Linked DNA regions of Zea mays: regions 1, 2 and 3 are each linked to region 4. The links are chromatin contacts, called in public Hi-C maps. All regions are on one chromosome and are shown on one strand. The core of a region is the stretch at or near the end of the contact, and the rest is flanking DNA. Distances in the headings are between cores, read along the strand shown. Region 1 holds the start of LOC100216716. Region 2 has its middle 10 kb from the start of LOC103652955. Region 3 has its middle 48 kb from the start of LOC100285107. Region 4 holds the start of LOC103652952 (putative receptor-like protein kinase).

Evidence for each region. A called contact is a pair of places that touch in the nucleus more often than the background predicts.
Region 1: a contact with region 4 is called in a Hi-C map of tassel, with 7 times the contacts expected there. The contact joins the promoter of LOC100216716 here to the promoter of LOC103652952 in region 4. A contact is called at or near these places in 6 of 25 Hi-C or Micro-C datasets (ear, leaf, root tip and 2 more).
Region 2: a Hi-C map of ear shows a contact between it and region 4, with 2.1 times the contacts expected there. The contact joins the enhancer-like site here to the promoter of LOC103652952 in region 4. A contact is called at or near these places in 2 of 25 Hi-C or Micro-C datasets (ear and tassel).
Region 3: a contact with region 4 is called in a Hi-C map of leaf, with 4 times the contacts expected there. The contact joins the enhancer-like site here to the promoter of LOC103652952 in region 4. A contact is called at or near these places in 7 of 25 Hi-C or Micro-C datasets (ear, endosperm, leaf and 2 more).

The regions. Positions count from the first base shown.
Region 1 is chr4:25,079,408-25,085,138 of Zm-B73-REFERENCE-NAM-5.0, reverse strand. It overlaps LOC100216716, which reads left to right and starts at 2,012. Exons shown (of 1, transcript NM_001143121.1): 1 at 2,012-3,565. The coding sequence starts at 2,028. The coding sequence ends at 3,479. It overlaps LOC103652958 (receptor kinase-like protein Xa21), which reads left to right. Exons shown (of 3, transcript XM_008679942.3): 2 at 1-1,000; 3 at 1,084-1,684. The coding sequence ends at 1,475.
Region 2 is chr4:25,029,116-25,034,380 of Zm-B73-REFERENCE-NAM-5.0, reverse strand. No RefSeq gene overlaps it. Among protein-coding and RNA genes, the nearest start is that of LOC103652955, 10 kb to the right of the region's middle. Within about 2 kb of position 2,385, at least 10 of the 20 cell types and tissues checked have an H3K27ac peak or open chromatin away from gene starts, as enhancers often do. A contact at or near this core is called in ear, where this site is marked.
Region 3 is chr4:24,634,371-24,640,049 of Zm-B73-REFERENCE-NAM-5.0, reverse strand. No RefSeq gene overlaps it. Among protein-coding and RNA genes, the nearest start is that of LOC100285107, 48 kb to the right of the region's middle. Within about 2 kb of position 1,954, at least 17 of the 20 cell types and tissues checked have an H3K27ac peak or open chromatin away from gene starts, as enhancers often do. A contact at or near this core is called in ear, endosperm, leaf and 2 more, where this site is marked.
Region 4 is chr4:24,861,253-24,867,241 of Zm-B73-REFERENCE-NAM-5.0, reverse strand. It overlaps LOC103652952 (putative receptor-like protein kinase), which reads left to right and starts at 1,552. Exons shown (of 4, transcript XM_008679936.4): 1 at 1,552-4,535; 2 at 4,622-5,017. The coding sequence starts at 1,718. The coding sequence ends at 5,016.

The sequences.
Region 1 (5,731 bases), core at 763-3,262, 220 kb before region 4:
TATCTTGCGCACAACAACTTGTCTGGGCAGATTCCGACGACCTTGCAGAATATGACCTCCTTGTCCCAACTTGACATTTCTTTCAACCATCTCAGTGGCCAAGTTCCTATGCAAGGCGTGTTTGCCAAATCGACGGGGTTCTTGTTTGTTGGTAACGATAGGCTGTGTGGCGGTGTGCAGGAACTACATCTGCCTGCCTGTCCAGTCCATTCCAGGAAGCATAGGGACATGAAAAGTCGTGTAGTTCTCGTAATCATAATCTCTACTGGGAGCCTTTTTTGTGTGATGCTGGTGCTTCTCTCCTTCTATTGGAGAAGGAAAAAGGGACCTCGTGCTACAGCAATGGCAGGGGCAGCCGTCTCTTTGTTGGATGATAAATATCCTAAAGTTTCTTATGCCGAGCTGTTCCGAGGAACTAATGGCTTTTCTGATGGCAATTTGATTGGGAGAGGAAGATACGGGTCCGTATATAAGGGCACACTGTCGCTGACAAACGTAGAAACTCAAGTAGCTGTTAAGGTTTTTGATCTGCAGCAGTCAGGTTCCTCCAAAAGCTTTGTGGTCGAGTGTGAAGCTCTTAGGAAGATCCGCCACCGCAACTTGATCAGCGTCATAACCTGCTGCTCTAGCACTGACTCGGAGCAGAATAATTTCAAAGCCATCGTGTTCGAGTTCATGCCGAACCAGAGCCTTGACAAGTGGCTACATGACCTTGATCCTGATTCAGATGCGTCCGGACGTGTACCAGGCCTGACGCTACTGCAGAGATTGAACATTGCTGTCAATGTCGCCGACGCTATGGACTATTTGCATAACAACTGCGAGCCCCCAATAGTCCACTGCGACCTGAAGCCGGGCAACGTTCTTCTTAACGCGGACTTTGTTGCCTGTGTTGGAGACTTCGGCATTGCAAAGATTCTTTCAGATTCAGATGGTGATCCTGTGACCAATTCGAGTACCTTCACCGGAATAAGAGGAACAGTTGGATATGTGCCTCCAGGTAACTGAAAATATGTAGCTGTATCCTTCTCTTACTGGTTGAGCATATTGACATTTTTTCTTCTTCTTGTTCTTGCACTTCAGAATACGGGGAGTGCCGCCAGGTCTCCTCGTGCGGAGATGTCTTCAGCTTTGGAGTCACGCTCCTTGAGATGTTCACAGGGAAGGCCCCCACCGACGCCATGTTTGAGGACGGATTGACCTTACAGGGCTTCGTGGAGATAGCGTTTCCAGAGAAGCTGATGGACATCGTTGATCCAGTACTGCTGTCCACTGATGAGAGGTTCGCAAGAAAGCCGCGACACAGAAGCGTTGGAGGGGAAGAGATTGAGAACGCCATAGCTTCTGTCACTAAGCTCGCGCTGTCCTGCACCAAGCTAACACCATCAGAGAGAAAGCCCATGGGTGATGCCGCAGCCGAGATGCGCAAGATAAGGGACTGCTATCTCGCAGACCTAACAAGGGCAAACAATTAAGTGATCATATATGTAACTGATAGGGGACAAGTTTTGCACTCTATTTATGTATTTTAGACATACAGTATGCTGCTGAACTGGCTTGGTGCCCTGCCCCCAGCATTGCCGAGACTATTTTGTTTTCATTAGAACTTTGGTTTCATTGCAGCTATGTATTTGTGTCTTTATTGAAATGAAGAAAATGCATGGAACTGCGGTCTGGAGGCGTATACTTCCCGTTTCCTGTCTTTTTGTGTCCTCCAACAGGCAATGAGTGGTGGACAACATCCAGCTGAAATGACTGGTTCCGACCACGCTGAGTGTCACCGTCGCAGTGATTTCATTTGCATGTCCTCCAACACTCGCCGTACGTTACGCTTACACATTTATCATCCTTGATTCATGTCCACGTCATACATGGCTCACTAGAATATACCAACGCCTGTACAGACTGTACCGTATGTGCTCTATAGAATAGAACTGTGAGAAAGCCACGTCAGTTCTAGTGCCATGGCTGCAGCAGCGCCGCACTTCGTGCTCGTGCCGATGCTGGCGCAGGGCCACTTGCTCCCCATGCTGGACCTGGCGCGCCTCATCGCCAGCCACGGCGCTCGTGCCACGGTGGTGCTGACGCCCATCAACGCCGCGCGCAACAGGGCCTTCCTGGAGCAGGCCGCGCGGGCGGGGCTCACCATCAACTTCGCCGAGCTCGCGTTCCCGGGGCCAGCGCTCGGCCTCGCCGCGGGCTGCGAGAGGGTCGACATGCTGGACGACATCTCCCTCATCATCCCGTTCTACGATGCCGTGTGGCTGCTCGCCGAGCCGCTCGAGGCGTACCTCCGCTCGCTGCCCCGGCTGCCGGACTGCCTCGTCTCCGACTCGTGCATGCCGTGGACTGCCAGCGTCACGCGGCGGCACGGCATCCTTCGGTTCGTGGTCCATTTCCCGTCCGCGTTCTACATCCTCGCCGCGCACATCCTCGAAAAGCGCGGCCTCTACGACCGCGCCGACGACGACGACGACTTCGAACCGTTCGAGGTGCCGGAGTTCCCCGTACGCGCCGTGGTGAGCAGGGCGACGGCGCAAGGGCTCTTCCAGTGGCCTGCAGGCATGGAGAGGTTCCGGCGTGACACGCTCGATGCCGAGGCCACCGCCGACGGGATACTGTTCAACACGTGCGCCGCCCTGGAGGGCGCGTTCGTGGAGCGCCTCGCTTCGGAGCTCGGCAAGAAGATTTGGGTGGTCGGGCCGCTGTGCCTCCTCAGTTCCGACTCCGACGCCGGCGCGATGGCCGGGAGAGGCAACCGCGCGGCGGTGGACGCCGACCGAATCGTGTCCTGGCTTGACGCGCGGCCGGCGGCGTCCGTGCTCTACATCAGCTTCGGTAGCATCGCCCGTCTGTTCCCGGCTCAGGTCGCCGAGCTCGCCGCCGGACTGGAGGCGTCGCGCCGGCCGTTCATCTGGTCGGCCAAGGAGACGGCGCCCGCCCTCGACGCGGAGTTCGAGGAGCGCGTGAAGGACCGGGGCCTCGTCGTCCGTGGGTGGGCGCCGCAGATGACCATCCTGTCGCACCCTGCCGCGGGCGGCTTCCTGACGCACTGCGGCTGGAACTCCATCCTGGAGAGCCTCTGCTACGGCGTGCCGCTCATGACCTGGCCGCAGTTCGTCGACCAGTTCCTGAACGAGGCGTTGATCGTGGACGTGCTCGGCACCGGCGTCCGCTCCGGCGCCAAGGTGCCGGCGACGCACGTGACGGTCGTTAAGCCAGGGGAGGTGCTGGAGGTGCAGGTCTGGAGGGACGGCGTCGACAGGGCGGTCACCGACCTCATGGACGAGGGCCCCGCGGGCGCGGCGAGGCGGGCGAGGGCCAAGGAGCTCGGGCAACAGATGAGGGCCGCAATGGCGAAGGGTGGGTCGTCGGACACCGATGTGAGGGACTTGGTTCGCCACGTCGTTGAGGTCGCGCGGAAAAAGGGGGAGCACGAGGACACAGCTCTTGCAGTCTTGCTGGAGTCGAGCACGTGAGCAAGAGCAAGGAAAAGACAATGAAAGGCACTGGTGGCAAACACTACTGTTGAAATTCGTGTGGTACTATCGTTCTCGCCAGCTTCAAAGAGAATCTCTCGAGTGTTAGCTGGTAGCCACGCGAAAAAAATTCTCTGGGGAAGTAAAACCACCCCACACATCTGCAGGCTAACACGAAGTCACGAACCGAAGAAAAAAATTACCAAAAAATCAAGTGGTAGGCTTCGTCTTCTATTCATGTAGGCTTGAAGTCTGAGCGGCTATAAAAAAGTGGTTTTGCATTTTATATGCAGAACTCTATTCTTAAATACTTTGACGTCGGCTAGTTCATTTTTAAACTAAAAAGCAACAAATAAAAAACAGAGTGAGTAACACCTTAGTTTTCTCAGTACCAAAATTTCTTTAAAGTCTTTACCTTGGAGCAACAAAAACACTAAAATGAATATAGGGACATGAGTTTTTGGTTGCTACTTTGATTATTTGCATGTTTTCAAAAAGGAACAATTGGATCTATACCATTAAAAGATCCAAACTTTAGATATATACCATGGACCCCACATGTCATTGACTCATGTGGACCCACATGTAAGTGAGATAGTAATGGTATGGATCTAAAGTGGTGATCTTTTAATGGTATGGATCCAAATTTCCCCTTCAAAAATCATTTTTAAGCTCAACCCAAAAAATCTTCCGAAAGGAAACATTTCTTTTTTTTATTCCTCTGTTTCCGCTCTAGCACAGTGATGTCCGCGCGCGCGGCACCGCGCCCTAGCCACGCATCATCTCTAGAGTAGCCTAGACCTGAACCTCCCACCGGTGCATTGGATCGTTCGGAGATGCAGCTGATTCGGCTCTCGCTGACACCCCGGTCCCACTGTCGGCTTTGGCCCTAGTCTCCAGCCGTCGTTCCCACGCGGACAGGAGCACGACACCGCAACGCTCCCCAACGTTTGCGAGTAGTTTGGCCACCCCTGCGCCCATGCCCTTTCTCTATAAATACCACCGCCCTGTATCGTGATCGAGCCCCCACCCTTGCTCATCAACGTTGTGTGGTTGCATCTCCGCCCTTTGCTCGTGCCACCGTTGTCGCCGTACCTGTTGCTGACGCGTTCTTGCGCCTGCATCGTGATCGAGCCCCCACTCTTGCTCATCAACGTTGTCAGGTTGCATCTCCGCCCTCTACTCGTGCCACCGTTGTCGCCGTACCGGTTGCTGACGTGTTCTCGCGCCTGCATCCTGTCACCGCCGCTGAGATTCACTACGTAAAAGCTGCCTTTGAAACCTGCACCCAAAACACATCATAGATCACCGACTCATCCGTTCCTGGTTACCACCATCATTGCAGTTGGACCACCACCCTTGTTCACCACTCGTTCCACACCAGATAGTCAATGGAGTCAAAGGAATCCCCAGTAAGTTTTGTAGCCCAATCCCTATCGTTGCGTGCTCGTTAGGTCACCATTGACACATTTTTAGCTCACTATTGTTGTGGTTTTGCGCAGATCGAGCCCACCACGATCGAACCCCGCCTCGAAGCCCTGCATCGACCTTTGTACTCCGACCTAGGTGCTAGAATGCTTTGGCTCTTATGGGCCGAAGGTAGGAGAGGGTAGTGCTGGTGTGGTGTAGAATATTGTTGTGTTATCATTATGGTGCCACTCTGTGTATTGGACACCAGACAGTCTGCGATGGGTCACCGGATGCTCCAGCTAGGGTGATGGACAGTTCGGCCATGCCCAGAGGCCCTACTTCATCCATTAGATGTGGTGGAGGTGGCGGTTTACCTAGGTATGAGTTCTCCGGCATACCATATAATGGTTAGGATTGTATAAGCCCATTTGTTGTTGATGTATCTAGCGACGTTTTTGGAATTTGGCAACTAATAAAACTCTCATATTCTTCTCTTCTAGTTTGCCCTGTGTTAGGTACAATGCTACCAGGAGAATCTTGTATGTTCATGATGCTTGCAAATAAGAATTCCATGCCTTCTTTTGAACTCCTTGCTTGTTGAATCAAATCGTTTACCTTGTTTCGCATGGTGTATATATCTTTTTTCTTTCCACTTCACGAGCATCTATATGGGCTTCTCATCCAATAAGTTTCCTTCGTCATCATACACGCTCTCTCTATAGCAAAAAAAGTAAAAATAGACCAAACATGTTTTACGAAAAATGATACAATAAAATTCATCTGCAGTTTCTGAACCCCACACACAAGCATTCAAACAAGACCAAAATGATGTCTTTTCTTGT
Region 2 (5,265 bases), core at 1,136-3,635, 170 kb before region 4:
AGTTAGCCAGCTAACTTCCTAGAGGCTACAGTCAGCCGTAGGAAGTTACTCGTAGGAAGTTAGCCAGCTGACGGCGCTGACGGCGTGAAACTACTAACTTCCGAGAATCTACTAACTTCCGAGAGACTTAGCAGGCCGTAGGAAGTTAACTAACTTCCTAGAGCCCTCTAGGAAGTTAAGCTAACTTCCGACAAAAAATTTTCGAGAGCCAAACTTCCGACGGGATGGCTTAACTTCCGAGAGTTTCGCTAACTTCCTAGAGTTTAGGCCTAACTTCCTAGGGTTTAGGCTCTAGGAAGTTTACTATTTTGGTGTAGTGCTAGTTCCTAGCTTATAGTCCTCAATCGCCTTTGACATCCTCTACTAGTGCTTGGTGTTGATCATCAGGTGTGATCATGTTGTCGGATCTTCTCTAAGTTTGCCTTCTTGTGGTGCTCATTACATGCCAAAGATTTTCCTGTATGTATGGGGAAATTGGCAGGTAAACATAGAGATAGAGTCATGTATGTAGCGAGCTCGCATTCGTCCTTGTCGCATTGTGTCACACCCTGGGTGTGACCCGGTATTGAGAGCGATCGACATGGCCTCATAGGGTTAAGAGAACAGAGCCTTGGCAAGGCCTGGTGCCCCAAGATTCTATTCACATGGCAGACTCTAGCACTTGACATATTCTAGAGGAATATTCTTATAGTCGGTCTACTGAGCAAGGCGTATATGCATATTATAGTCCTTATTCTACTATCACCTCCCAAGGTCAAGAACATAGGCTTGCTCGAGCCGTTGGATCTAGGTGACTTGTGTGAATATATTGATACTATGGTTGATATTTATACTTGGATGTTCTATAAAACTTATTAGGAGCAGAAACCTTTGATGTAAATATATGGATACTATGGTTGATATTTATACTTGGGTTGATGACTATGGTATAATAAATAAATATAGTTTTATGATGTATGGAAATATATATAATTGATTTTGATGCATATTTGGATATGTTGAACAGTGCGATTAGGATCAGATAATATTTAGTAGTAATATGTTGGAAAAACTATGTGTTTAAACAATAGTTTTATAGACACTTTATGCTACTAAACACGTATCTAAAAAAATCAAGAGGCAGCAGATTTTCATGAACTACGACAAGATAAATAGACTTACACTGACAGTTCACTTAATAAAACCATTAATATAAATGTATTTACGCTGGGCCTTTATTTTGGAGTGATGAAAGCCAGAAGAGCTTTTATGTACTGATCATTAGGCTATTCCGAGTCAAAAATAAGATACTCCAATATCCAAAGATGTCACATAAAATGTAAAATATGATAGAAAGGTACCTTTTATAATATGTAGTATCATACTTATATATTTGAACTAGTTAATTGGTGTGATATTGAGACTAGACACAAACATTATTATTATTGTTTTTTGTGCCGCAACCTTCAGCGCCCCGTTCACCTCTTCCACATGGATCGGCTATGTCGGAGGTGAACGGGCACCGCCGATGATCGCCCAGCGTATCCGTTCGACAGGGATGTGTCGTCTACGGCCTTGTTTGGATACTCTAGTATTGAGAAATAGTTTGAAGGGATTGAAGAGTGTATAAATCTCCAATAAATCAAAAACTACCACTATATATTTCAATCTACTTTAATTTCTTTCATTATTAGAGTATCTAAAATAGGCTTACAGGAAAGACGGGAAAAAAGATCCAAGCGACAGGGTTTTATCAGTTTGTTATAACAACATCGTTTCAGTCTGGCGCGGCGGGCCTGAGGTCAATTTTGCAATGTGTGGTTTTGGTTTCCCGAGGATAATAATGCGCGTTAACTTGCCGAAATCCAGAAAGGTTTGGCTTTCACTGGAATCAAGGCAAGATGCTGACGTGATTTTTTTTTGTTCTGTCGTGTGCTAGCTGCAGAGCGACGACCTTGGACTCGTCATTTGCAGCTGAACTGAACCTCACTGGTCAATAGAACGGTGCTTATTTATTGCTCAGCGTTGATCGATCGGCTAGCTGCTGAGTGCTGACTGCTGACCATGTATGTCCATGGCATGGCAGTCCAATCTATAGTGGACGATGTCGACGTGATCCATGGCTATCTTATATCACTCCAGTCTCCAGGCAGTCCACGAACGATTGGCCGCTGCCTAGTTAGTCATGAGAAAGTCATATAAAAGGTTGAAAGTTAGAGTTAGTGCAGGACCCAATAGAAACAACTATACTCTAGTAGTAGATAATTGGAGAAACGCTTTGAAGAAGAAAAGACAAAGAAAACACCAAGACAACTGTTACCATTGGCCGGCTGAAGACGCCTCGCTTGTCGTCTCCACCGCTAGCAGAAGTTCGGGCCCCCAGCTATTCTGGATCTACTAGAGCACGAGCAAGGCGGTCTCCCCATCATCCCTCTAGAGTCCGTAGCAGCAAAGCTGCAACCCCGGGCCTCTTCTCACTCATGGTGTCTTAATGACTAAGTTTGGTTGACTGTATTTACTTGTGCTATGCTCTAAGGATGCAACTATAGATGATCAATAAGCACGAGGTCCGTAAGTCCGGCATGAAGCCCACTGTTTGGGCACGATCTGAGCCCGGCATGGACCGGTTCTATACGGGTCCGAACCGGCCCGACAAGAATAAACGAGTTGGTCTCGGACAGGAAACTAAACACGATGGGCTGACCCGGCACGACCCGTTTATCTCTAAGCATGTTAAGCCCGCTTTTTTCACTAAATCGTGCTTATCGGCCCGCTTAGCTCGTTTTTCGGTCCGTTTTTTCCGTGCTTACCGGGCCAGCCTGATTCGTTTAGGCCCGCTGCGGGCCGGACTCAGACAGGGAAACGAGCCTGCAGGTTTAAATGGCTCGGCCCGGTTTTCTAATCGTGCCTAGCGGGCAGACCAAAACGGGCCGGGCTTCAGTCTGCTTCTGAAAAAAAAAATTATGTTTTGGCATTGAAAATAAATTCGATTTACCCGTTAACCCATCATTGAAAATCTCCACTCTGCTTCTGAAAATCGCATATCTCAGGCCCTTCCAATGTCTGTGCTCCTCTCCCAACCTGCCCACGGCGACAAGAATCGGCCACAAATCCGTGAGATTCACTCGATTTTACACGAATCATAGCGAGAAAGCAGCGGGTTTCGCCAGATCTGCTGCGTGCATTGCACGGCTCGGACATTTAGCGTCTGCATCCTCCTCTTCGTTCATCAAGAACTAAAGCTAGTTCTAGCCTCTAGGTCATTGATTTAGTGGTACGTGTTATCCACCGAGTATTTTTGTGTGCATATTAGAGCACCTCCATTGGTTCCTAAAAAAAGTCCCCTAAATTCAGATTTAGCTACCAATGTTCCATTTATATTATCTACCTAATATTATTTTATAACTTTGTATAGGGTCATGAATATGCAATACCAGAATTCGGCTATTTGTCGAGATTTGCCGAGTGTTTTTTTTCAGGCACTTGTCAAAGAAATCCTTTGTCGAGTGCCGAACAAAAAACATTCGGCAAAGAGCTTTTTACCGAGTGTTATTTTGGTTAAAGTTTCTTTGCCTAGTGTTTTTTTGACACTCGGTAAAAAACTTCTTTACCGAGTGTCTTCTTTGCCGAGTGTTTTTTGACACTACGCAAAGTGAATTTTCAAATCACATTTTGAAGCTATAAATTAATTTAAATGAAAAAGTTTCAACTACCGTATAACTCATCAAGATGCATAATTTTTATTTTGGTCATTTCTTCATATGATAAATCAAAAGTAAATTTGTCACAAGACTTATATCTCTTTAGTTTATGAAACTACAAGTGAGATGTATAAGATTTATGAATAATATCAGAACCAACATGTTGGATGAACAAATGATTAAACAACCAAAATAAACTTTGTAAATCTCGAGACGTTATAAAATTTTATAGTTGTCAACGTTTTGATTTAAAGTTATCTTGTAAACAAAAACTATGTAAGAATTTAAAAAATTTAAATTTGAATTTTTCAAAAGACCTCAGATGGAAAAACCACCAAAACAAAAGTTGTAAGTCTTAAAATATCATGAAACTTTATAGTTGACAAATTTTTGGTTTAAAACCATCTTGTCACGCAAAACTACATTTGAATTTTAAAATTAGAATTTTCAAACAACCTAGCATGAAAAAATGACCAAAATAAAAGTTGTATGTCTTGAAATGTTACGAAACTTTGTAATTAAGAACTTTTTTATTTGAAATCGTCTTGTCATATAAAAATATGTTTGAAGTTTAAAAAATTGAAATTCAAATTTTGTAAACTTCAATGGATGAAGAAATTGTCAAAATAATAGTTGTAGATCTCGAAAAGTTATGCAACTTTATAGTTGACAACTTTTCATTTGAATCCATTTAGTGCCTCAAAGGATCAATTTACACTTGATTTGTTATAACATGTGGAGAAGAAAAACATGATATAGACACGATTGACGTAGGGGTGTAGTGGTAGATGAGGTTATGTGTGAGAGAGAGGTTGCGAGTTTGAATCTGGCCACAAAAAACGTGGATTTGGTTCAAAAAATGTTCAAGGTCTTTGCCGAGTATACTATGACTTCAGGGTGAATATATGGTACATACATAATTTGTGTGAAGAATTGTGTTATGAAAAACTTTAGATGTACTTATTATATCATTGTATGACATGATTGTAACCTTCAATTGCTTTGTGTTGCACTCAAATTACGGGTTTTTATTTGCGAAAGTATGGTTTATGTGATTTTGGGCATCAAATTATTCATTGTGCAACATGATTTGAATAAAATATAGACAAACTCTACCAAAAAATTTATTTTTCTAACTAAAATACATTTCCCGGTAAAAAAACCGAAATTCGGACGGAAAACGATGGAATTCGACCGGGAAATGTGAAATTCAAATTTTTTAATTTAAAAGCGTAAACCGTTCAGGAAATGTGAAATCATTTATTTTCCATTTTGGGAAACAGACGAAATTCGGTTAAAAAACGGGATGGGTAACGTTGGCTCCATGTCACTTGCAGGAGCATATAGTTTGGCTATCTCCAGCAGATCTTTCATATCTTATCCTCTATCTCATTCCCTATTTCAAACTTCACTCTCTAAACAGTGTCAAACAATGTTATCTACAGTTCTGCGTCTCCTGTTTTACCTTATCTACTGGAGACAGCGGTAGGTGGCATCTGTAACTAGCATAGTAGCATGTACCCAAGTTGAAGAGTTCAGCAACACCCAATTCATCACCTCTTTGTAGCCACTTTTCTCATGGCCG
Region 3 (5,679 bases), core at 705-3,204, 230 kb after region 4:
ACTGAAAGCTAAGTTTGCTAGCTCAGAAAATACTATTGATAATTTGCTATGCAAAATGGAAATTATTAGCATACATAATAAGCTAACTACCAAGCTAGAAAACATCAGTAACACCCTCAAGGCACCTAAAATTGAAATTCCTAATATTATCAAGAAGGATGCCTCTACTTCTTGCTTAGATTTAATTGATATTAACTCTAACCCTTGCAAACAAGTTTGGTTAAGAATGTTGGTGTAGAAACCTATTCTAAAAAATCGCAAGGGACATGAAAAGCTCAAGCAAGAAGTGTCTCGCCTAAATGAGACTTTGTACGACAAAAAGGGCAAGGTCAAACAAACCCAACTCATCTAGATAACACCACTATGGGAGTGAAGAATCTAGATGAGGAAGAAATTGGAGTTTGTTGGTTATGCCACAAAGAAGACCAAAAATCTTATCAATGCAAGGCGAATACCAGGTGAGAAAAAGGGGGGGAAGCAAACAAGCAAGCTCTCTAGCACCTATACAACAAAGTGAACAAAACGCTACCACACCATACTTGCTCAAGAAAAGAAAAATAACAAGGTGATATCCATCAAGATCAACAAGCAAGCCAACAAAGGTAAAGGGGCCAAACGGATTTGGGTGCCGAAGTATTTTATTTCAAACATGAAGAGCACCAAAAAAAGTTTGGGTCCCGAGAGGAAAGTGAGAAGTCCAATAGACTTTAGAAAATTTGGAGACTTGGCAAAATTAGGATGTGTATCATGGGATACATCATATCACATCAAGTTTATTGCCAAGTGGGTTAGTGAAAATTATGGACCCAATCTCTCCACCCATATTTAGGTAGCTAGATTTATCATGCCATATTTTTTATATGTGTATCTTTATTTAAGCATCTAGTTTACCTTTATGCCTAGTATTGCTTTTAATTGTTATGTTCTTAAATTGGTATTAAATTGAATATCATATATTATATACTTTTAATTATTATTTGTTTTCAATTGATAAACATGCATATACTAGGAACATTATTGGTAGGATTGCTCGATTTAAACTAATACTCTTGGAGCAAAACCTATATAGTCTAAAATGTTAAATAAAGCATGACACATAGGTTGTTTAAAATTCCTAAACAAACGATATATGTTTCTGTTTTCAATTGGTATCTCGTTTAAGTTCCATAAATTTTTAATTGATATTGTTTTGAATTACATGTATCAAAATTTAAATTGTAGATAATTTACCTTTACGTATCACCTAAGGTAATGCTCACGTGACATTATCCTTTCAAGTGGTTTCTTGACCTTAAAGTTCAAAGTACATGTCTCCTGCAAGTATTGAAAACTTGTAAGCACACTTTTAAGGGGAGTTTACTCTATAGTTTATTATCTTTGAAACTAACATAATTTCTAACATTATTATGTATGTAGTAGTTTCATTGAAGACAAATAGAATCTTCGAAGAAAGACGATACGCTTCCACTGCAAATCGATATCATATTGTGATTGATATCGAAATCGATATCAAAACCTCAACGTTATTTGCTTGATTTCTTCATTTATACTAAAATAACATGACATATTTCTTTCACCCTACGTACCAAACTACTCCCTCCAGTTCCGAACTAAAAGTCGTTTTGGATAAGGTTTGAGTCGAACTTATAAAACTCTGACTACAAATAACCATTTTGTTATTTCGTTTTGAAATCTAATAGTCATATGTACCGATTTACCTTTAAAAGTACTTTTACAAAAAATATAAATGTATTAAGAGTTTATGTGTATTTTAATAATAAAACATTGGTTAAAGCTATACTGTGGAGAACAACTTGAGGTGGTCGGGCCATTCAGATTCGCTACCATCGGGGTCAGGGACCGGCCGGAAGAAGCAGGGGTCAGGTGCCCGGCGAGGCGGCGACTGGCTAGTTAAAAGGGAGGGCGAGAAGTTGGGCCTCACGGCGCAGTGCACAGGCCCAGTTAGAAATATCCAACGGGCCAACAGCTACGGTGCAACAACAACTGCGAGATGGGCCTCACACGACAACCCGAGTCACCCGATCAATGAAAAAGAAAACCTGTTTTTTTTTCTTTCTTACCTTAGTTCGTTCGTTCGAAACAAAGGTGTAGACTGTTGCTTGAAACTTTTTTTTTTTTGTAGCATGAACAGAAACTCCGAGAGGCATCAAATTCCGACACGTGGCTTGAGGACTTTGAGGAGTCAACGAATTCAATAGGCTCGCTCTCTGCATGCATCCCACCCACCGCCGTATCTGCCGGAACTTGGAAACGGCATGGCGCTCATGCGTGGATCGTAGGCCACAGCTCGCTCGAACTCGGCCGCCGCGCTCATCGCTGCTGCCATGATCCATGGCCCCCCGTCTCTTCTGCTGCCTCTGCTCCCTTGACACTCCTGTAATAAAACCTCATGGCCAGCCATCATTGTCCAACGCTGTGTAGAAAGACGGCCATCAGCCCATCACATGCCATGCCAGCCTTTTCCTTCCGTGGAATAATCGATGGCCGAGAAGAACACCTTTTAACTGAACAATGCCTGAGAGGGATGATGGGCATGGAGTGGACTGGAACTGGAACTGGATCGCACTCACTCAGCTCAGCTCAGCTCAGCTGGGCTTCCATACGAACCGACGAACGTGAATCAGAATCACAACCGACGGGCTCTCGATCTCTCATGGTGCTGGTGCCCCCACCGTACCCCTTCCAGGTGCTGTTCTGCGTTGCATTTACAGGTGTTCATCTCGGCCGCTCGCTAGCTCCCACGGCGCCGTCCATAGCTTTTCTTCGGCATCATTGCTTGCCGTTTCCTCAAATCCCGCAACTCCTCACGGCAACGCCATAAGACCATGCTCCAGGTTTTCCAGCTATATACGTATATCACATTGCTACTCGCTAACACTTTGGTGTTTGGTTCTTGTTTGTAACGCGACCTCAATATGGATAGGTAACTAATACGGCTACACCTGTTTGTTTGCGTAGAGCTGTAATCACATTACACGTAAACGAATACTGTTTGTTTGTTTGCTTAGGCCTCCATATTTCGTTCAACCTCGCGCTCTCACCTCCCGCCACCGCCACACACCGGGAGAGTGCGAATAAGGTTTTTGGGAAGCGTTCTCACGCGTCTGCTCGCGATCTTCTGACGTCGTCGACCCTGTTGATTCTGGTGATCATCAACCCCGCTGCTTCGACGTCGTCGATCCTGCTGATTCCGGCCCGCGCCATATATCAGTATGTCTGATCAGTACGCATCATCTAATTTGATTTTTTTTACTTCAGTTCTTCTGATTTGGTCATGATTTATATTCGGAATTTAATCTGGAAATTGTCTAATTATTCAACACCCCTCACACACAGCTCCGGCTCCCCTCCCGCCTACCCCGTCGAGATCCGGGCGCTCTCTCACGCCGAGAGTTGTTGCCGTCCCGCCGAGATCCAGGCACCGCCGCCGATCCGCTGAGATCTGGGCGCTCTCCCCTGCCGAGATCCGGGTGCCATCTCGCGCAAGTAAGCATCCGCTCGCACAGAAAAACAATATATCTTGAGTCCACGTTCTCTAGCCTAACATTTCTGGAGTCTAACCTTTTGCCCTCCCCTGTTGTCCAATGCCTGAATACTTCTATGTATTGGGGAGATGGGGACGAGAGCGGTTGAGGTTCCATTCCCTCAGGTCGTGAAGCGACTATATATAGAAGCTTGCTTGCTTGTTGCTATGCTACTATGTTGTACTAGCTCGAATCTTCAGATGCGCTCTCGTGGCTGAAAACCCTGGCATTGGTCCCCGGCTGAGCGGATTCTGTTGTGACGCTGGTTGCAACCACATCATCTGCTGATCAGGTTGCAGTAGTCTGTGTGTGTTCTCTGTTTTGCTGACATGGACATTGTTCGTCTATGTCGAGTGTCGTAGTTAGTGAACGCAGAACATGGACCAATTCGTTGGGTCTCCTTGATAGACTTTTTTGACTGTATAAAGGTTCTTGCATACTCAGGCATTGCCCAAACTTGAATTGAACTGGACATAAAAGATTCTCTCATGGGGTGTCGTCCAGCCTTTTGCCCTCCCATGCTATCCAATCGATGTGCTAGGACAGCGGCACCAAACTCGTCCCCACCAATTCATGGTCGCAAAACCAAGCACTGCATCTGAGGTCAGCCTCGTGCACCTCTCTGCTGCAGCAACACGCCGTCTTGAGGAGTTGGTGACCGAGGTGGAGGAGGAAAGTGGCAATGCAACACTGAGGTTGCTTTCTGTTCCAGTCCCCTCGTCAAGTTCACCTTAAAAGGGAAATGTGCACTTGGGCCATTTCTATAAATGTTTTGGTGATTAGATGCTTAACACATATTGTTTTGTTTAAGATAAGCTAAGTGTCAAAGAGATATAAATGGAAAAGCAAGGTATGATTCTAGCATTAGTAAATTGTTTTTGGTACTAACATTATTCTACTAAGTGCTAGGAACCTTGTCAAAATGAGAGAAATTGGATTGGAGAGGTTTGGCTAAGTCCAGCCAAACTTGCACCAGCCTGCGGAGGCTGGCGCGCTCAGCAAACTGGCCGCTCTCGGGAAAAACTCAGGAAGTCGCGGCTATAATTCACCAGACTGTCCGGTGTGCACCAGACTGTCTGGTGTGCCAACCGCGCGCCCAGCCAACGGTCGATCGCGCGATCAGCGGGTGACACGTGGCTTAGCCAATGGTTAGGAGGTGGCACCGGACTGTCCGGTGTGCCACGTGGCCCGTGGCTGGCAACGGTCGGCTTCGCTAGAAAAGGAAGGAAATCACACACTGTTCAAAGTCTGGTGGTCGTCCGGTGGTGCACCGAACTGTCCGGTGCGCCCACGGACAGAAGGCAACTAGGGCCTTCCAAATGGAGCTCAAATGGCTTCTAGCTGCCTTGGGGCTATAAAAGGGACCCCTAGGCGCATGGAGCACAAAAACCAAGGCTACATTGAACATCCTACGACGCCTAGACTTCGCAAGCACGCACTAGGTTCATTGCGTTTGAGATTTGAGCAATTCTTTGAGCTATGACTCTGTTGCATTGTTTTGAGTGATCGGTTCTTGACTTGTGTGTGTGTGTTGTTGCTACGACTCTAGTTCTTGTATGTGTTTCTATTCCCTCCCTTACTCTAGTGGTTCTTGTGATCAATCTTGTAAGGGTGAGAGAATCCAACTTGTGGAGATTCCTCACAAATGGAATACTTGAGAATAGGAAGAAAACCGTGGTACTCAAGTTTGATCGTTGAATCACTTGAGAGGGATTGAGTGCAATCCTTGACCGAAGGAGGACACCACAACGTGGAGTAGGCATTGGCCGAACCACGGGATAAAATCACCATGTCACTTGCACATCTTTTTTGTGATTTTTTTTCTTCCATAGAGGTCTCATATAATCACTTGCGCTATTGTTCCTAAGTTCAATACATATTCTAAAGGAACAATCAAGTGAAGAGTTCTCTCATCTCTATTCATAGCACCTTGGTTTTGATCTCACTAACATTTATTATAAACCAAGTTTTTAGGATCACATATTCACCTCCCCTCTAGGTGCTCTCACACCTTCTATCAATACAAGGTGAGAATCACAATTTTGTTTCTGCTGTTGATTCCAGTTTGTCCAATTTTTGAACTTGGTTGATGTGTTGCCATTGTTTGGTGTGCAATGTACGATGCAACAATTCA
Region 4 (5,989 bases), core at 303-2,802:
TGTTTAAGCGCAAGGGTCAAGCTTCGGCTATGGTTAAATTCCTGGCAGCAAAACAGTGCAATAGCAATGAATGCTGTGGTAACTTCACACCTACTCGTCTGTTTATATAGTGCTGCAGGTAAGAAGGTAAATCGTCAAGTTTCCTACACCGGACGAACAGTCGCTCGCGCCCACTGAACGGTGGGCCACAAAACCCGAGAAGGTGAATCTGCATGGTGGGACCATTCTGCGCTCGGAAATTTTTTATCGTTTCCCGGCAACGAGCTCAGGGAAGGTGTTTTTCGGACCTTCGTCTTTCCGAAGCCTAAGAGACTTTTTCACGGATCAAGCTCGTTACGAAAAACGATCTAGCACCGCGAAGGGGCTACTGTTGGGGCCATGCTTCGTCGCCGAAGGTCCTGCAGGAACAAACACTTTTCGGCAAAACGCAGTGCCGAAGCTACCACTCATGAAGCTTCGGTACTATAATATATATGAAGACGAAGGTTCGAACCGACTTAAAGATGAAATGACTTCTTAGTCCATAAGGGTCTGAGTCATAACTGTAATACTTTGTAAGGGACATGATTGTAATTTCACACAGGCTGCGTCCTGTGCCTATAAATAGATGAACAGTACTCATTTACTGTTCACGCGATCCTGTAATCATTGACGCTTCACACTGGAATTATTGTTCTTTATCAAGGCAAAGGTATAAATGTACTTGAATATTATGTTTTAACATTCAAGTTCGTATAATAAAATATATGTTTAATAATATCTGTCTTTAATATGAATTTCTTTAATTTTCCATATATTAGCATTACATCGTTCTATAGAGCTAATCACGAAGGTAAGATCTTCGTGATATTTTGCTTATGGTCTTCGCCCGAAGTTCATTATATCCTAAGGGAGATAATGCTTCAACGGACGAAGGACATTAACGTTTAACATTTTATGTTGTCTTGTTCTTAATTCATAGCATTTGAGAACAAGTCTCCAACAACCAACATATACACAACTATATTAAAAAGAATCGAAGAAAGGAGGTCACCTTGTCGGATGTTCTTGTGAACATTAAAGAAAGGACCAACTTCATTATTCATTTTAACCCCAATGGAAATTGCCCATTATTTACTGGCGTAAACACGTCACAATGCACTTGCATGTTTCTTAATCGTAATTTTAATGGTGGGACCAATGGAATTGCCTGAGCAGCGGTGATAATCCCTGCTGAGGAAACGACAGCACAATTATGCAAAGTCAGCATGAAGGCGAGAACGATCAAAGGACGATGTCATCAGAACCGAATTCCCGCCGCCATCATCAACTCGGCGTTCGGTTTTAGTCCATGCCGGCTCGGTGTCGGTGACATACTGTGTTTGAATTGGCTGGTATAATCAATCACCAAGAAGGGAAATGGTCAAGGCAAACACCAAGAACAGTCTAGCTCTACTCATGTGGCAGAAGTCACTCACAGTTAAGTCTACGCACGTAATGATCGCTGTCAAGACAAGTGTACCGCGATGTCAGCAGCCTAAATTGACGAGTTTTTGCAGGACCGTTCGGCACAACTCTGAAACCAGAGCAGACACCATCCAAGCATGCTCTCTGTTTGCACTAATCAGCAGTTGCAGTTTCCCGCGGCAACACCCTTTATAAGCCTGGACGCCTTGCCATCCATTAGCACACACGAAAAGGGAGAAACCACGCAGTCTCACACAAGGCCGTGACGAGCATGGCGGCGGCGCAAGCGCAACCGGCTGCGCCGCACGCACTGCATCTGCTGCTGTCGCTTACCATGTTCCTGCTAACGGCAGGCGCGCAGCGGTCCGACTCCGACTCCGACATCGAGCGGGACGCGCTGCGGGCGTTCAGGGCCAGCGTGTCGGACGCGTCGTTGTCCGGTGCGCTGCAGTCGTGGAACGGCACGTTGCACTTCTGCCAGTGGCCCGGCGTGGCGTGCACGGACGACGGGCACGTCACGTCGCTGAACGTCTCCGGCCTGGGGCTCACCGGCACGGTCTCCGCGGCCGTCGGCAACCTCACGTACCTCGAGTACCTCGTCCTCGAGAAGAACCAGCTCTCCGGGCGCATCCCAGCGAGCATCGGCGGGCTGCGGCGCCTGCGGTACCTCAGCCTCTGCGACAACGGCGGCATCAGCGGAGAGATCCCGGACAGCCTCCGCGGCTGCACCGGCCTCCAATTCCTGTACCTCAACAACAACAGCCTCACCGGCGCCATCCCCGCGTGGCTCGGCGCGCTCCCCAACCTCACCTACCTGTACCTGCACCAGAACGCGCTGTCCGGCGAGATCCCGCCGTCGCTCGGCAGCCTCACGGGGCTGCAGGCCCTCAGGCTCGACGAGAACTGCCTGCGAGGCAGCCTGCCCGCTGGCCTCGCGGAACTTCCATCCCTCCAGACGTTCAGCGCGTACCAGAACCTGCTGGAAGGGGAGATCCCGCCAGGCTTCTTCAACATGTCGTCGCTCCAGTTTCTTGTCCTCACCAACAACGCGTTCCGTGGCGTCCTCCCGCCCTACGCCGGCGCGCGCATGGCCAATCTCAGATCCCTGTACCTCGGCGGCAACAGCCTGACGGGCCCCATCCCCGCGGCGCTTGGCAAGGCCTCCAGTCTGACGTCTATCGTCCTAGCAAACAACAGCTTCACTGGGCAGGTGCCTCCCGAGATCGGCATGCTCTGCCCACAGTGGCTGTACATGTCGGGCAACCAGCTGACGGCGAGCGACGAGCAAGGCTGGGAGTTCCTGGACCATCTTACCAACTGCGGCAGCCTGCAGGTCCTCGCCCTTGACGACAACAAGCTCGGTGGCCAGTTGCCAGGCTCCATTGCCCGCCTCCCGAGGGAGATTCAAGCACTGAACCTAGGGAAAAACCGCATCTCCGGGTCAATCCCACCGGCCATCGGCGACCTCATCGGGCTCACAACGTTGGGCCTCGAATCCAACCTCCTCAACGGCACCATCCCAGCAGGGATTGGGAACATGAAGAACCTCACGAAGTTGGCGTTGCAGGGGAACCGGTTGACGGGGCCAATCCCATCCTCCATCGGCGACCTCACCCAGCTACTGGAGCTTGATCTGAGCAGTAACGCGCTGAGTGGGTTCATCCCCGACACTCTAGCCAACCTGAACCACCTAACCTCGCTCAACCTCTCGGGCAACGCCCTCACCGGCCAAGTCCCAAGGGAAATCTTCTCCCTGCCGTCCTTGTCGTCCGCCATGGACTTGTCTCACAACCAGCTAGACGGCCCTCTTCCCTCCGACGTCTCCAGCCTCACCAACCTTGCTCAGCTAGCGCTATCCGGGAACAAATTCTCCGGTCAGCTACCAGAAGAGCTGGAGCAGTGCCAGAGCCTAGAGTTTCTTGATCTGGATTTCAATTCCTTCCATGGAAGCATCCCTCCGTCGCTGAGCAAGCTCAAGGGTCTCAGGAGACTCGGCCTGGCGAGCAACGGGTTGTCCGGGAGCATCCCACCGGAGCTCGGCAACATGTCTGGCCTGCAGGAGCTGTACCTGTCTAGAAACGACCTGACAGGAGCCGTCCCGGAGGAACTGGAGGACCTGAGCTCCCTGGTCGAGCTGGACTTGTCCTACAACCATCTCGACGGCAGCGTGCCCCTGCGCGGCATATTCGCCAACACTTCCGGGCTCAAGATCGCAGGGAACGCGGGACTCTGCGGTGGCGTCCCGGAGCTCGACCTGCCCCGGTGTCCAGCTTCCAGGGACACACGATGGCTTCTCCACATAGTGGTGCCTGTCCTAAGCATCGCTCTCTTCTCGGCCATACTCCTCAGCATGTTCCAGTGGTACAGCAAAGTGGCCGGACAAACAGATAAAAAACCTGATGACGCAACGCCGCCGGCGGATGACGTCCTCGGCGGCATGATGAACTATCAGAGAATATCGTACGCCGGGCTGGACAGAGCTACAAACGGCTTCGCGGACACCAACCTGATCGGCGTAGGCAAGTTCGGGTCCGTGTACCTGGGTGCCCTGCCCCTGGTGCCCAAGGGCGCTCCGGACTCGGCGCCCGAGAAGGTCGCCGTGGCCGTCAAGGTGTTCGATCTCTGCCAGGTCGGTGCCTCCAAGACGTTCGTGTCGGAGTGCGAGGCGCTACGGAACGTCCGGCACCGGAACCTCGTCAGGATACTCACCTGCTGCGTCGGCGCGGACGCGAGGGGCGACGACTTCAGAGCGCTGGTGTTCGAGTTCATGCCCAACTACAGCCTGGACAGGTGGCTGGGCGTCAACCCCAGGTCTGAAGAGCCGAGGATCGTGAAGAGCCTGAGCGTGATCCAGAGGCTCAACATCGCCGTCGACATCGCCGACGCGCTCTGCTACCTCCACACCAGCTCCGTACCGCCGATCGTCCACTGCGACGTCAAGCCCAGCAACGTTCTCCTCGGCGAGGACATGAGGGCGGTGGTGGGCGACTTGGGCCTTGCGAAGCTGCTACATGAGTCCGGGAGCCATGACACTTGCAACGACACAAGCACAGTTGGCTTGAGAGGCACGGTTGGGTATATCCCGCCAGGTAACTCCAACATCCAGTGTGCCAGACATATTGGATGACATGTCACATGTATGTCTCAACCCTGCTTTAATTTGTGTGCTGCGCAGAGTACGGCACGACAGGGAAGGTGTCCACGCACGGCGACGTCTACAGCTTTGGGATCACGCTGCTGGAGATTTTCACCGGGAGGTCACCGACGGACGACGCGTTCAAGGACGGGCTGACGCTAATGGAGTTCGTGGCCGCGTCGTTCCCAGACAAGATCGAGCAAGTCCTCGACCGGGCCCTGCTGCCGGTCGTCCAAGGCATCGATGGCCAGGTGCCCTGCGGCTCCGACGGCGGCGGCGCGCATGTCTCGGAACGCGGCTGCCTTGTCTCCGCTGTGAGAGTCGCGCTCAGCTGCGCGCGTGCAGTGCCGCTCGAGAGGATCAGCATGGCGGATGCGGCCACCGAGTTGCGCTCCATCAGGGACGCTTGTTGTGCCCATTCGACTGGACAATAAGGTATACAGGCTCATGTAGAAGTGAGTTCGATTTCTTGCTGAACTGTGCGTTACATATTGAAATTAAAATTGAGGGGGGAAATCAAACTGCTCTCTTACATAAGCAGGATTAACCATCCTGTTTTTTACTAATTTCTCGCTAATCTGTGAACGAGAAACTGTTTTTGAATTTCCCAACTGCTTTTCATTTTCAAATTTAAAAATAGTTTTTGAATTCCACGGTCGAGAAATAATGTTTCTCGGCCTGTTTTCGTTGATTTTTCAATTATTTTTTCGATCAAAATTCGTTGTTTGCAATGTATAGACTTTCAGATTAAAAAAAAATAAAATTCAAATTTCTTGGCCAAGATTTCGTGTTTCCTCTGCGAAATTTGTTGTTTTTACAATAAAATGACTATAATGTTTTTTCAAAAAAATGAAAATTAAATATGGATATACAAGAATATCCATGAAAATATCTATTTTTTATATATTTTTAAAATTTTGAACAAAATTTGGTTATATCGGTTAGGAAATTATTTCCCGATATAAATAAAAAACCGTGCATCTATACCACTATATAATTCACTAGTTTAAACTTTGCAAAATCCAACCAATCAAGTCACCATCACTAAATGCACCAAACAAATTATACCCAAACTTAACACACTATAACGGTTTAGATTGCTGGATAACTCTCTCCCATGCTCAAATCTAATGAATAAAATTATTTGGATCATCTCTCATTTCTTCCCCTCTCCCTCCCATGTCCCCATTGTCATTGTCAACCCCTTCCCTCGCGCCATCGACCTCTCCGTCCCTTTCTTAGTATCGTAGCGTTAGCACGAGTTGTATTCTAGTAGAAAAAAAGTTATACCACGGTGTAAATAACACCATAAGAGCATCTTCTACAAGGAGCTCTAAAATAGAGCCCTAAAAACTGAAATATAACTGCATTTAAAGTGTTTAGGGTCTCAAAAAAATTACTTCAACA